2 separate regions of the Mus musculus genome follow, and region 2 is linked to region 1. The links are chromatin contacts, called in public promoter capture Hi-C maps. All regions are on one chromosome and are shown on one strand. The core of a region is the stretch at or near the end of the contact, and the rest is flanking DNA. Distances in the headings are between cores, read along the strand shown. Region 1 holds the start of C2cd4a (C2 calcium-dependent domain containing 4A). Region 2 has its middle 15 kb from the start of Anxa2.

Region 1 (6,118 bases), core at 2,238-4,737:
TAGCACCCAACCTTCTGAGTTGTTTTTGTAAATCTGTATATGACTTTCTTTTTTTATTGACACACACACAAATGTTCATTGTACTAGTTATAACACAGTGTGATTTAGGGTTTTTCTCTTTTTTAAAAGATTTATTTATTTCATTTGTATGAGTAACTATAGCTGTCTTCAGACACACCAGAAGAGTGTCCCATTTCAGATGGTTGTGAACTACCATATGGTTGCTGGGAATTGAACTCAGGATCTCTGGAAGAGCAGTCAGTGCTCTTAACCACTGAGCCATCTCTCCAGCTCCAGGGTTTTTCTTTTTTTAATATTTATTTATTTATATATTTATTATATGTAAGTACACTGTAGCTGCCTTCAGACACTCCAGAAGAGGGCATCAGATTTCGTTACGGATGGTTGTGAGCCACCATGTGGTTGCTGGGATTTGAACTCAGGACCTTTAGAAGAGCAGTCGGCACTCTTAACCGCTGAGCCATCTCATCAGCCCCAGGGTTTTTCTTAATATCAAGGAATTTTCTGATGAAGATAATTAACATAGCCATCACTTTAAACCTGTATTTGCCTGAATGGCAAATGCATTCAAAATCTTTCCTAGCTATTTTCAGTTATATATAATGCAACACTGTTAACTGTCTTCGCCAGACTGTGCCACAGAACACTAGAACCCATCTCCTCTTCACCTTCAACCCCTCCCATTCCTTCCTCACTAAATCTGTTCTTAAATGTTCCTTTTCTATTTACTCTGAGGATACATCCAGCCACGATGGGTGTTGTTTTCACAGATCCATCTCTAGATGGCCCCACGGCTACAGGTGTGAGCCCAGAAAGATCACTGCCTTCTTTTGAGTAGATTTGTGTGTTCTGGACACCTGGCTGGACCAGACGACAGCAACCTCCCAAGTACCGGATGGCTCATGCTTCCGTGTCAAGTAAAACATGAGACTTCTGTGGTCACAGAGAATTGGCCTACGAGGCTGCTTCTCTGTTGTTTTCAAGAAACCTTATACAGGAAATGTCTATAAGGTGTTACTAAAGAAGGTGGACTGTTAATAAAAATAAAACAAGCCCACTCTGCTTGGCTGAGCAGAGGGTTTGTTTTTCAAGGCTTGCAGTGTGAATCAGCTAATTCCTGGCTAAACAAGCATGCATGGTAACAATAACAACGGCTGTTAGCCAGCACTTGCTGTCTGCCCAGAGAATCCACAAGAATGTCTTTACTCTGACAGCAATCTATGTGATAGATATGATCACTTCTATCTACAAGCTGCACTCAGCAGGAGAGTAACCTTGAGTCACAACTTCTCAGACTGAGTTCTCGTGGTCCTTGTCGATGTAACCAACATCCAGGATCACATGCAATCGGCAGCACTTTTCCTCAGGAGAAAAACCTTGAGTTTGAACATCTGTACATGGCCTTTAGGTAAAGCTTAACAATTACTCTCTTACAGACTGAACCTTGGTCCAAGAATTTGAGCCAGGAATAGAGACGTTATAAGATGAAGGAGAAGCTAGTCACAGACCCAGGGACCCTCGCCTATCCTATCAGACTAAATGTTAAAAGAGTCCAAAGTCCCTTGAAGTTGGAGAGATGGTTCCGTGGCTAAAGGCACTTGATGCTCTTGTGAAGGGCCAAAGTTAGGTTCCCAGCACCCCTGGGAGACAGCTCACAACCGGGACTTCAGCTCCTGGGAATTCGTCGCCCTCTTCTGGCCTCTGGGTGCAGGCACGTGCATGAGTGTGTGTGTGTGTGTGTGTGCGCGCGCGCGCACATGTGCCCTCATGTGCATACACATATTAAAAATAAAATAGTTTTACATTTTTTCTTCTTTACTACCTCCCTGGCTAGATGAAATTCAAATATTTCAACTTTACCATTTCCTTTTTCTTCTAAGAGTTGAACATAAGCTGACTGGGTCTGGGACAGCCTGGATTCATGGATCTATCATGACAGAACCCAGGAAGCAGTATATAAATTCTGCTTTAAACACATGAATGATCTAAGGAGTGTTTAAAGTACTGACAGCGGACAGAACAGCTAACATTATGCACATCTGGTCCTATGCTAAAGTGTTCATTTGCATTGCATATGTTATCCAAGGGCAAACCCACACTGTGTATTATTGTGGTCTTTACGTTGGATACCAAGGCTCAGAAACACTCAGTAACCTGCTCATAATAAGCTGCTCATAGTAAGATACCTGTCTGCCGTGAATTCAAAGCCAGTGTTCTTAATTTCTGCCACTGTTCCCACTCTCATTGAAAGTAACCAAACTGATGCCACAGAACACTAGAACAGCAGAACTCACTGCTTGTGTCTTTAACATTTGCTATGTTCCATTCACGTTGCGTAACAATATATATTACTCCCCTAATAATGCATTTACTACTCATTAATGGGCATTCCTTTCATTTCCTTCCTTAGTGACAATGGGTAAGTTATTTAACATCTGAAGTGCTGGGGGGAGGTGTTTGTTTATAAAACATGGATAATCCAAATTTCCTAAGGTTTCTGTGACAACTTTATAGCACATTACCTGTATGTTCTGTATGCAAAACACACACAGGACATGCCCCAAACAGAACCTCCCCCCCCCACTTGCCTAAAGTTGACTAACTCATTCAACACTGCTTGAAGAGGCCATTAATTTGCAAGGCAGCTACTCAGAAATACCCTATGTCCATACTCTGATCCAGATGTTTCGGAATCTCTTTCCACTCGAGCTGCAAGCAACTCTCTTAAAGGATAAACACCAGTTTTCAAGAGAAAGGATGGAGGTCTCAGATAGACACAGTGTGCAAAGGTCAGATATGGCTAGTGTGTGTTTCCAAAGGGACGATACCAGTGGCTGGATGTGTGGAGTATAATTGAATCCCTAGTTAAAAATTAGCATCCTGCTTAAGAAGGCTGTGGTTTTTTTTATTTTAAAATATATATCTTAAGTGTACACTGGATGATTTCTTTACATAGGAATACACCCCTGTAACCCCACCCAAGACAAATATGTAACGTTTCCGGAACCCCATAACCCCCACCACCACCCAAGAGTGATTTAAAATCAACAGAGAAATGACCTCTAAAATCAGAACAGAAAGCAGAAAGTTAAAAAAAAAAAAAAAAAAAAAAGGCAATGCTGGCAGCAAGAAGGTGGGAGATGGGAACGGCCATTTGGGTAAGACAAACCCGATTTCTGGCTTCTTTCCAATGGTGCGTGCAGAGTGCTTCTGTGCACTCACGTTCATTTTGCCCATCCGTCCTCACAAGGACTGCGACATGGTCCACACTAAATCTTGTTTTCCATGTGAGGAAACAAACTCGTTCAGGGTTTTAGAGAACAGCTCCAACCACAGCAGAACTAGCTGCAGGATCAGCTCAGCAAATCCATCCACGTGGCAGAGGGACCTGGGAGGGCCAGGCGTCAGGTTACCAAGCAGCAGCGTGACAGCTCGTATAAAAGCCCGGACCAGCTATCCTGGAACATCAGGAATCAACTCTGCCGCGCTCTTTTGAATTTCTCCGCGTTTCTCCGGGTTGGAAAACCATCTGACTCTGAATACCAGGTATATGAATGGGAATCCAGTTCCCTCCTGGGTGTTAGACCCAGGTGGCCCGAAGCTCTCTAGAAGGAGAAACCATTTCTGGGGTGTGTGTGTGTGTTCTCGCGCAGAACTAGAGTGTACTAGACACTTAAGGTTTCAGGAAATGAGTGCACAAATGATCAAAGCAAAGCGCCTCTTGGAACTAGGGACAGAGGCGCAAGTTAGAAGACAAAGGTAAAGAGGTAGGACGGAAAAGACTGAAGCAAACTGCAAATCTACCTGGCATCTGACTAGAGACAGGGTGGGCGATATACGATTGTTTTTCAATCTGTAAAAACAGTTTGTAATTGTGGTGAGGGATGCATTTTGTCTTGTAAGGCTCAGGACAGGACGATGTCAAAGAAAAGAGACAGAAATTCCTGCTTTCCTCCAGACTGTCTCTGACTGGTATGTGTTTATGTGTTGCAGGCAGCCTGGAACAGGATCACAGGGTTCAGACACTAGCGGCCAGATGTGGTGTCTGGAGCGGCTCTTGCGGGACCGAGATGGGTTTCTCCCGGGGCGCGTCCACCGCTCCAAAGCTCGCTCATCCGCTGCGTGCGCAAACGTGCTCACTCCAGACCGCATCCCAGAGTTCTTCATCCCGCCGAGGCTGGAACCTAGCACGGCCTGGGCTGCGCTGCGCGAAGCCTGGGCTGCAGACACGGAGGCCGACGACGGCGCGGGCCGCACAGACTGGGACCCGCGCTCCCAGGCTGCGCTCTCGCTGCCGCACCTACCCCGCGCGCGCACCGCTTACGGCTTCTGCGCGCTGCTCGAGAGCCCGCACACGCGCCGAAAGGAGTCGCTCTTCCTCGGCCACCCAGGTGTCCCGGTCCGCCGGCCTGGGCTTCGCCACCGCACGCACACCTACGCGAGCCCCCGCCGAGTCCCGGACGCTCCGCGCCCTGCCCCGGGCGACCCAGACGCTGCCCGGGTCCCGACGCCCACTCCTGCTCCCAGCAGACGCCGCCTCCTACGCTCCCCGGGCAAGCTGCTGAGCCGCGCACTTCGAGCCCCTCGACGTCTGGCCAGCGCGCGCCCCCCGTGCCGCGGCGACGAGCACGAGCGCGCCGCCTCCTGCGCGCCCCCGGTCCCCAGCAGCCCGGATCCCGAGCGCCTGCAAGCTGAAGCCAGCGTGGCTCTGGGCCGCGGGGGTTGCACGCTGCGCCTGGCGGCCGAATACTGTCCGCGCAGCGCCTGCCTCCGCCTCCGCCTGCTGCGCGCTGAGGGCCCGGCCGCCGCGCTGGAACCCCGCGCCCTGGGCTGCCGCCTCAGCCTGGTGCTGAGGCCGTCGGGCCAGCAGCGTGCCAGTGTGGTCCGCCGCAGCCGCAAGGCCGCCCTGGACCAGGACTGCTGCTTTGACCGGCTCCCGGAGGAGCAGCTGCGCCGCCTGGCCGTGCGCATCAAGGCGGAGAGCAAGGGACGGCGGCTGGGCCAGGGCGAGCTGCTGCTGGGCTCTCTGCTACTGCTATGAGCGCGGCTTCCCTGGAGCCCTGGACACCTAAGGTCGCTTGGCCATGAGATGCACAGAGACTCTTGGCCCAGAGACACTTGTAGCCTCCTCTTGGTCCTGGAACACTTGCAGCTTCTTGGCCCTGAGACACTCTTAGGTTTTGGTCCTGGCACACTCTCAGCCTCTTGGCTCTTGGACAATGACTGACAGCCATTTGTACAAAATAAACATGTGTTCATTTTTCTAGCCAGGGCTTTGTTTCAGTCCAATTCTGGCAGAGCTAATCCTAAATTATTATAGTAATATACGTCGCTTCTTTTTGTGTGGGCAGACACCTTGAAATTTCTGTTGTGCAATGGGGTAGTGTTGAGCAGTGTTCCCCACTGTAGGCAGCAATTGTATTTAATCTGTTCACACATTCCAACTGGAAAATAGTTACTGTCGATGTCAGACCAGCCTCGTTTTTAAAGTTCATTTATTCCATGGCGTCCTTTGAGACTGATAGTGTCAGTTACTTACGATGCATTAAGATGTTACATAAGAAAGGCCAGTGTCTAGTAACATTGATGAATGGGTAAAGGTGCTTGCCACCAGGCCTCATGGCCATAATTGGAATCTAGTGAAGATTGTGGGACCTTCATGAGGGAAGGAGAGGAAAAATCCCTGCAAGCTTTACTCCGGGGTGACCTCACCCCAACCCTAATAATAGGCACGACTATTCCCATCTTGCAGATGAGAATACTGAGGCACAAAATAAAGAAAAGTCGGGGGTTGAATGTTGGACGTCAGTATTAAAATGCTTGTCTGGGAATTGGGGCATAGCTCAGTTAGTAGAGTGCTTGCCTCACACATACAAAGTCCTAGGTTCCATCCCCAGGACTGTATGACCCTTAGTTCCTATCAACACACACCTGTAATCACAATACTGGAAGGAGAAAGCAGATGTGTCAGGAGTTCAAGGTCATCCTCTGCTATGCAGGGAGTAAAAGCTAGCATAAGCTAAATGAGCCCCTGCCTGAAATAAACAAACAAACAAATAAATATTCATCCTCCAAAAGTGTCTGAAAAAAATGGTTC
Region 2 (6,351 bases), core at 594-3,093, 1.6 Mb before region 1:
GCATTACAGATGTATGTGAACCGTCTCATGATATTGGGAATCGAACTTGGGTCCTCTGCAAAAGTAATAACTGTCATAATTGCTGAGCCATCTCTTCAGCCCCTGAGCTATTATTTCTTAAGTGACTTTCTTGGAAAGTCACTGATCTTTTTTCAGAGCCAGAGTTTCTTCAAATGATGCATCCGGAGTTCAATTCTCCATAGAGAACGTGCAGAAAGAAGCCTGTACTTTATTTAGCTCTATGTTTTCAAGTAAGCACAGATACCTGGTGTGTTCACAGGAAGGCTGCATGCAGAACTCACCACCCTAGGACTTAGCTATCTCTAGGACATTTGCCACTGAACCTCCAAGCCAGGGCATGGCTGCATTCCAACAATTATGGCAGGTTTGTTTGGCATTAAAGACATAGGGTGGCTGGCTTGCCCAGGAAGAGCTTTCACTGTGTCCTTAGGCTTCCATCAAAAGGTAGCTTCCCCATACTGCCCTCAGACTGCCTTCATTCCCAGCCTATCCTCCATCTCTTGTACAATGAATCTCTTTAGAGAAGGTCAGCCATGTTGCCTACTCTACCCCAAGTCCCATGAAAAGCTTTTGATTAACCCCCATGTCAGCAGAATGTTCCACAATGTTCCCCCCACAAGTCCCCTGAGCAGCATATCCTGTAGGCTGACTCCTCCTCTACTTCCCCAATGGAGAGGCCTTCACCCCACGGGGTGACCTGCTATTCCAACAGCTCATGGCTGTATGTGCTCCTCCGCAGGGTTGTACTTTATCTCCCAACTTGAGATTCCCAAAACTCCTTTCAAAGTTTGGTCCCAAATAGTAGTTATGCCCCTCATTGATTCAATCTGACACCGATTCACATTTACACTGACTTGCCACCTAAAAGGAAATTTTCTATCTATTTAAGTTGCTATTCGATAAATTAAGCATTAAGTGGCTAGCCTGTAGAATATGCTGAGAAGCATGAGGACTTTAGCAATAAAAAGACCCAGGCTTGAAGAGAGAAGAGATAGGGTTGAGAGTCAACCTCAGTGCTAGTCCCAACCACTCTTCTAACAATCGCCAGCTCTGGAGGACTGGTAGAGAGCTCATTTGGTAAAATACATGCTGTGCACCCCGCCTTCCCCCACCCTCCCAACCCACATAAAAGAGCCGGGCATGGCGGTAAACTTGGAATCCCAGCACTAGCGAATGGGGACAGAGAGATCTCTGGGTCTTGTTAGACTGGTTGATCCAGAGAGCTCTGGACACAGAAAGAGACCCTGTCTCAAAAACAAGGTAGAGAAAAACTAAAAACAGACCCAAGGTTGACCTCTGGCTTTTACACACACACACACACACACACACACACACACACACACACACACACACACACAGACACACACACCCACCCACCCCCCACCCCCCACACACATGCATGCACACACATGCATGCACATGCACACACATGCACACACGCACACAGGGCTGGCTACCTCAAAGCTTATCCACTGACATTTCTTAACCCCTCAAAGTTGTAGCTGACAGCCGTAGCCTGCTGGATGTGAATTAGCATAAGCTGGCTGCTGGGAGGCAGAAGGCTTCCTGTCAGCAAACTCAGCACTCCCCTGGATGCCGAATGACATTTTGGCCCCGGGCACTTACTAAGTTACATAGTGCTGGCTCCTTATGAGTAAAAGTTTGCAGGCACTAGGGTGTAGCATTAAAAAGAGCCAAACTGAATTAGGGACTGACCGACCACTCTATTAGCCTCCCCCGCCACCCTTCACACACTGGGGCACAAAGACGGTCAAGCTTAATGCTCTGAGATTTCACAACTTCCTTCAGCACTCTTACTGTACTCTGAAGCCACTAACTGGTTGTGCAACTGTGTGAGATTGTAGGTTGGAGCTGGACAGAACTGTCATCTGCCTGCAGAGGCACTGGGGAGTTAGAATTCTCATCACTTTTGGTAGGGCAGAGGGCAGACATACTTGCAAAATGCATTCTAGTGTGTCATTCTGCAGGACAGTCAATGTGTTTGCAATATTTTGAGGCCCTAGACTATTTGGTTAAACATAAAAGACTGATTCTACAATATACAAACTGGAAGTAAAATACACTATATTTAAAAAGGACTTTTTAATTTTTTCTTTTCTTTTCTTTTTTTTTTTTTTTTTTTTTTTTGGTTTTGCGAGACTGTATAGCCCTGGCTATCCTGGAACTCACTTTGTAGACCAGGCTGGCCTCGAACTCAAAAATCTGCCTGCCTCTGCCTCCTGAGTGCTGGGATTAAAGGCGTGTGCCACCACACCCAGCTGGACTTCTTTAAATTTTTATGCAGGTTATTTTGCCTGCATGGCTGTGTACTATGTGCATGTAACATGCAGTACTTTTGGAAGCCAGAAGAGTGGGGACGGTCCATATCCTGGAACTAGAGCTAAAGACATTTGTGAACTGCCATGTTAGGGCTGGAAACTGAACTTGGGTCCCTGGAGGAGTAGCCAGAGCTCTTATCCATGGAGTCCTCTCTCGCACCCAATGCATTCTATGCCTTAGTTGTACAGGAGTACTAACTCTCTCACCCAATAAAACAAACAGCTCTTAAAATCATCATTTAATCTGAATCTATTCACGTTCTAGTCTCTTTATTATAGATGCATTCTTCCGTGCTTCCCAAATGATGTTTTTAATTGACATATTAAACTCAAACATAATTATGAAGTATCCTCTCATGTTTTAAATTATGTAATGTTCAAACTGGGTGAGCATATCTGACTCCTTAAGCATTCCCCACTTAAGTTTCAATCTTTTTTTTTTTGAATTTGTTGAAACAGATCAGTTCCATATCTTTTCCTGCCCTGCCTCTGGGACAGCAGCACTTTTGGGGCTTATTTCTTCTACCCAAGAAAAGCTCTGTACCCACTGATTAGCCCTTCCTCGCTTTCTGATGACATCCTCGGAGACAAAAAAAATATTGATCGCCTCATGAATTCTAGAAGCAGGAACACTGGTAGTGGACACAATATTGTCTTTGTTTATTGGAAGCATTGCTAATAGGTGGGATGGAAAAGGTTACAGTTCAAAGTCTGTTTCAGCAGTTTATGTTGGATGCCGGTTGTGCAGAGGCTGGTTTGCAAACACTCTGTCACTGAAGAACAATCTGCGTCAGTGGTGAACAGGTATTTTTCTCAGCATCCCAAGGACTGCAGATAAAGCTTTTGGGTTTTGGTGGTGGAATCGCATGAAGAAGCAGAGGCTATGTATTCAAGTTCAGACAAGCTTTGCAGCTGGGAAGACTGTCTTCAAGAGATTTTAAAGTAGGTTATCCTTCAAACGGAATCTTTGATTTTACCCCTTCTCTTTCCTTGGAGACAGGGTCCCACTGTGCAGGCCAGGCTGACTGAATCCATTGAGTTAGGCTAACATTAAATTAGTATTGTAAAAATGAGTCTAAAAATACAAGTTCACACCATTCTAAAAATCACAATTCCCTTCCCCTGGGTACTCTTTCTGGTTTACTGATTTTCCTTTCCACATTCTGCTCAGGGCCTCTCTACTCTCCCTGGTCGCCTCCCTCCCCACTCACCTGTACTGCTGGCTGTTTCACATCAGAATCAGCATCAGAGGAGGGCTGAGTCTAATAACACTCTTCTACTTAGTCTTTATTTTCCCTGAATTCCCCAATAATGCAAATAGTACCTTTCAAAAAGATCTACTCTGCCATAACCCTAAATTCATAACAACATTGCAGAAAGACATGTAAGTATACACATTGCTCTTATATACCTAATATCAATGCTTCCTACTGCCCCTTCCACATCTAAAAGTCTTCCAACTTGTAAATAAGTTAGACATCATATCTCATATCAATATACACATAGGCATTTACTTCACAAATTTGGCTACTCTCTGGCCTCGCAAGGTTAAAACAAGATTAGCCTTCATCTACCGATACTCACTAACCTACGTGTGCCACGGTATGCTGCTCTGATGATCCCCTCCACAGGACTAGGAACCAAATCTAAACCATGGTCATGAGTCAGTTAGCTAGTGTCCACAACCAGGAACAACTCTGTAGCCTTCCTCTGTCTTTCATAGAAAAGATTGGATTCTTGAAAATCTCCACCCACTTGCTTTATAGACTGTCTCTGGTTTGGGTCCTCTTGGGTATTTCTCCATGATGGACATCTTTATGCCAGGAAGAGTCCATATTACTGACACTGTACTTTCTCCTGGTGTAAACTAGGAAACACAACGGTTATGTTCCTGAATCTTATTAGTGGCTACCTTCTGTCTTAGGACAGTTTCTGACATGTTTCTTCAACTCTAAGTAAATTAATAAACACACTATATTCACTAAATAATAACAATTTTCAGGGTGATTTTTAAAAATAAGACTGTGTAGTTGTTCCCACTTATCATCAAAAAACTCTTGCTACATGTGCCACAGCTTCAGTAGCGACCGGCTGTCTTCTGCTGCTTGAGCAGTGCCCGCACCTTCCCTAGGAGCTCGCAGCAGCCGGCTGGCCTCTGCTCCACGGTAACTATGTGCGACCGGAAGGCGATGATCAAAAATGCAGACATGTCAGAAGAGATACAACAGGACTCGGTGGAGTGTGCTACCCAGGCGTTGGAGAAATACAACATTGAGAAGGATATTGCGGCCCATATCAAGAAGGGTTTTGACAAGTAAAACCCTACCTGGCACTGCATTGTGGGGCAGAACTTCGGCAGTCACGTGACAACGAAACCAAACACTTCATCTACTTCTACCTGGGTCACGTGGCCATTCTTCTGTTCAAATCCGGTTAAAAGCATGATCTGTGCCAAACACTCAGCGATCCACCCAAAAGCAAGGACTGCATCCTAAGTTCCAAACGCCAGAGACGGAGTCGGCAGCCTTGCTAAGGGAACGCCCCGTTTGAATCTGTTGTGTTCTGTACAGGGCCTCATTCTCTGTACGTCTGTGGTTATAAAATTAGTAAAACAGCTTACATTTGTATTTATTTTCTAGTCCATACTCCTGTACCCCCATTTTTTTCTCCCTTAGGTCATTCGTTTAAAAATAAATCTGTTGGAGATGTAAAAAAAACAAAAAACAAAAAAACCCTCTTGCTAACTTTAACTGCTGACTGCTAAGTGATTGTTACTTTAGTGCTTACAAATGGGTTCCTTTTCTAATTCCGTCATTCCATTGGCTGTTTGGCCTTTTATAGAACTGAACAGTCCCCTCCTTCTTGTTTATTCATTTATGATCAGTATAGACTCTTGAGTTACTATTTAACTCAGAGGATTGCTGATGATTACTATAGTCATTTAACGTTTAAATTTTCTTGGACCTGGGACTCCTTTTCAACTAGTTCTGTGTCCTTCTGATTTGTCCCCACAACTTTCTGGGAATTTTCTGGTACAACCAAAATGTCCAGTTTCCCCTGGTATCCTTTTTCTTATTCATTTTTGCTGATCCATCTTGCCCTTTGCTTCGATTTCAATCACCATGGATTAGCCAGTGACTCTGAAATCTGTATTGATGTCCCTTCTAGCTTGAATACAATTCTCTTTAAGATACAAGTCATTACTACCTTAGTTTAATGTGTTGATAGTAACTGATATCAGGGTCCTGTTGTGTAGCCCAGCTGCTGAGATGGCTCCTTTAAGAATGGCCACCCTCCCATGCACTAAGTCTCTTTTACACCCCTAAATGTGTACATGGCATGTATGGTCGCTTAAAAATAGATTCATACTTGTGAGCTACCATAGTAACTCCCTGGTGCAACAGTGGCACAAATGGTATAGAAATAACCAATTACTGTCTGATTAGATTTAAGGCCCACCTACACACATCTGTGTGAACCTTGGCTTGGAGGAAGTGGATGTCTTCAGTTAACAGCATGACTGCAATTACAGCCCATGAGCTTGGGGCAGTAAGCTGGGCTGCACCTGGACTCCAGCTCACTAAGACTAGGAGACAGTATCTGTCATCTAAACAATGCTGTACTAGGTTGCTTAACACTCAGCAACCATAGTGTCCAAACCCAGAAGCCAGGGAGTAGAAATGGCTATAGCAAACACTCCCAATGTGCTTTCTTCCTTAACCACACTTCTATTTCTTTCCAGTGAGTAACACTATCATTCTCCCAGCACTACAGATGCTTCTGGGTAAGCTATAGCTGATTGACAGTGCTGACTTATTAATTCTGGGCCTTTCCCATTTTCAAATCCTACCTCGTAATATCCAACCTTTCGCCAGTGCACTCTGCAGTCTAATGCTGACAAGAGCCCTGCTGGTACTATTTATTTGGTTAAATTCACTACTGGTTTCCGAGTTGTGTGGGCTGGGATCCCAGTGTCTGAGCCACCGTTTCC

What was found. Promoter capture Hi-C pulls out the DNA fragments that hold promoters and counts their contacts.
Region 2: a promoter capture Hi-C map of liver shows a contact between it and region 1, with 4 times the contacts expected there. The contact joins the enhancer-like site here to the promoter of C2cd4a in region 1. A contact is called at or near these places in 14 of 39 promoter capture datasets (the 3T3-L1 cell line, 3T3-L1-derived adipocytes, the C10 cell line and 8 more).

Annotation. Positions count from the first base shown.
Region 1 is chr9:67,829,699-67,835,816 of GRCm38.p6, reverse strand. C2cd4a (C2 calcium-dependent domain containing 4A) reads left to right here and starts at 3,487. Exons shown (of 2, transcript NM_001163143.1): 1 at 3,487-3,567; 2 at 4,015-5,285. The coding sequence starts at 4,058. The coding sequence ends at 5,062.
Region 2 is chr9:69,435,428-69,441,778 of GRCm38.p6, reverse strand. It overlaps the pseudogene Gm7802. Among named protein-coding and RNA genes, the nearest start is that of Anxa2, 15 kb to the left of the region's middle. Within about 2 kb of position 1,843, at least 99 of the 459 cell types and tissues checked have an H3K27ac peak or open chromatin away from gene starts, as enhancers often do. A contact at or near this core is called in 3T3-L1-derived adipocytes, the HPC-7 cell line, hematopoietic stem and progenitor cells and 2 more, where this site is marked.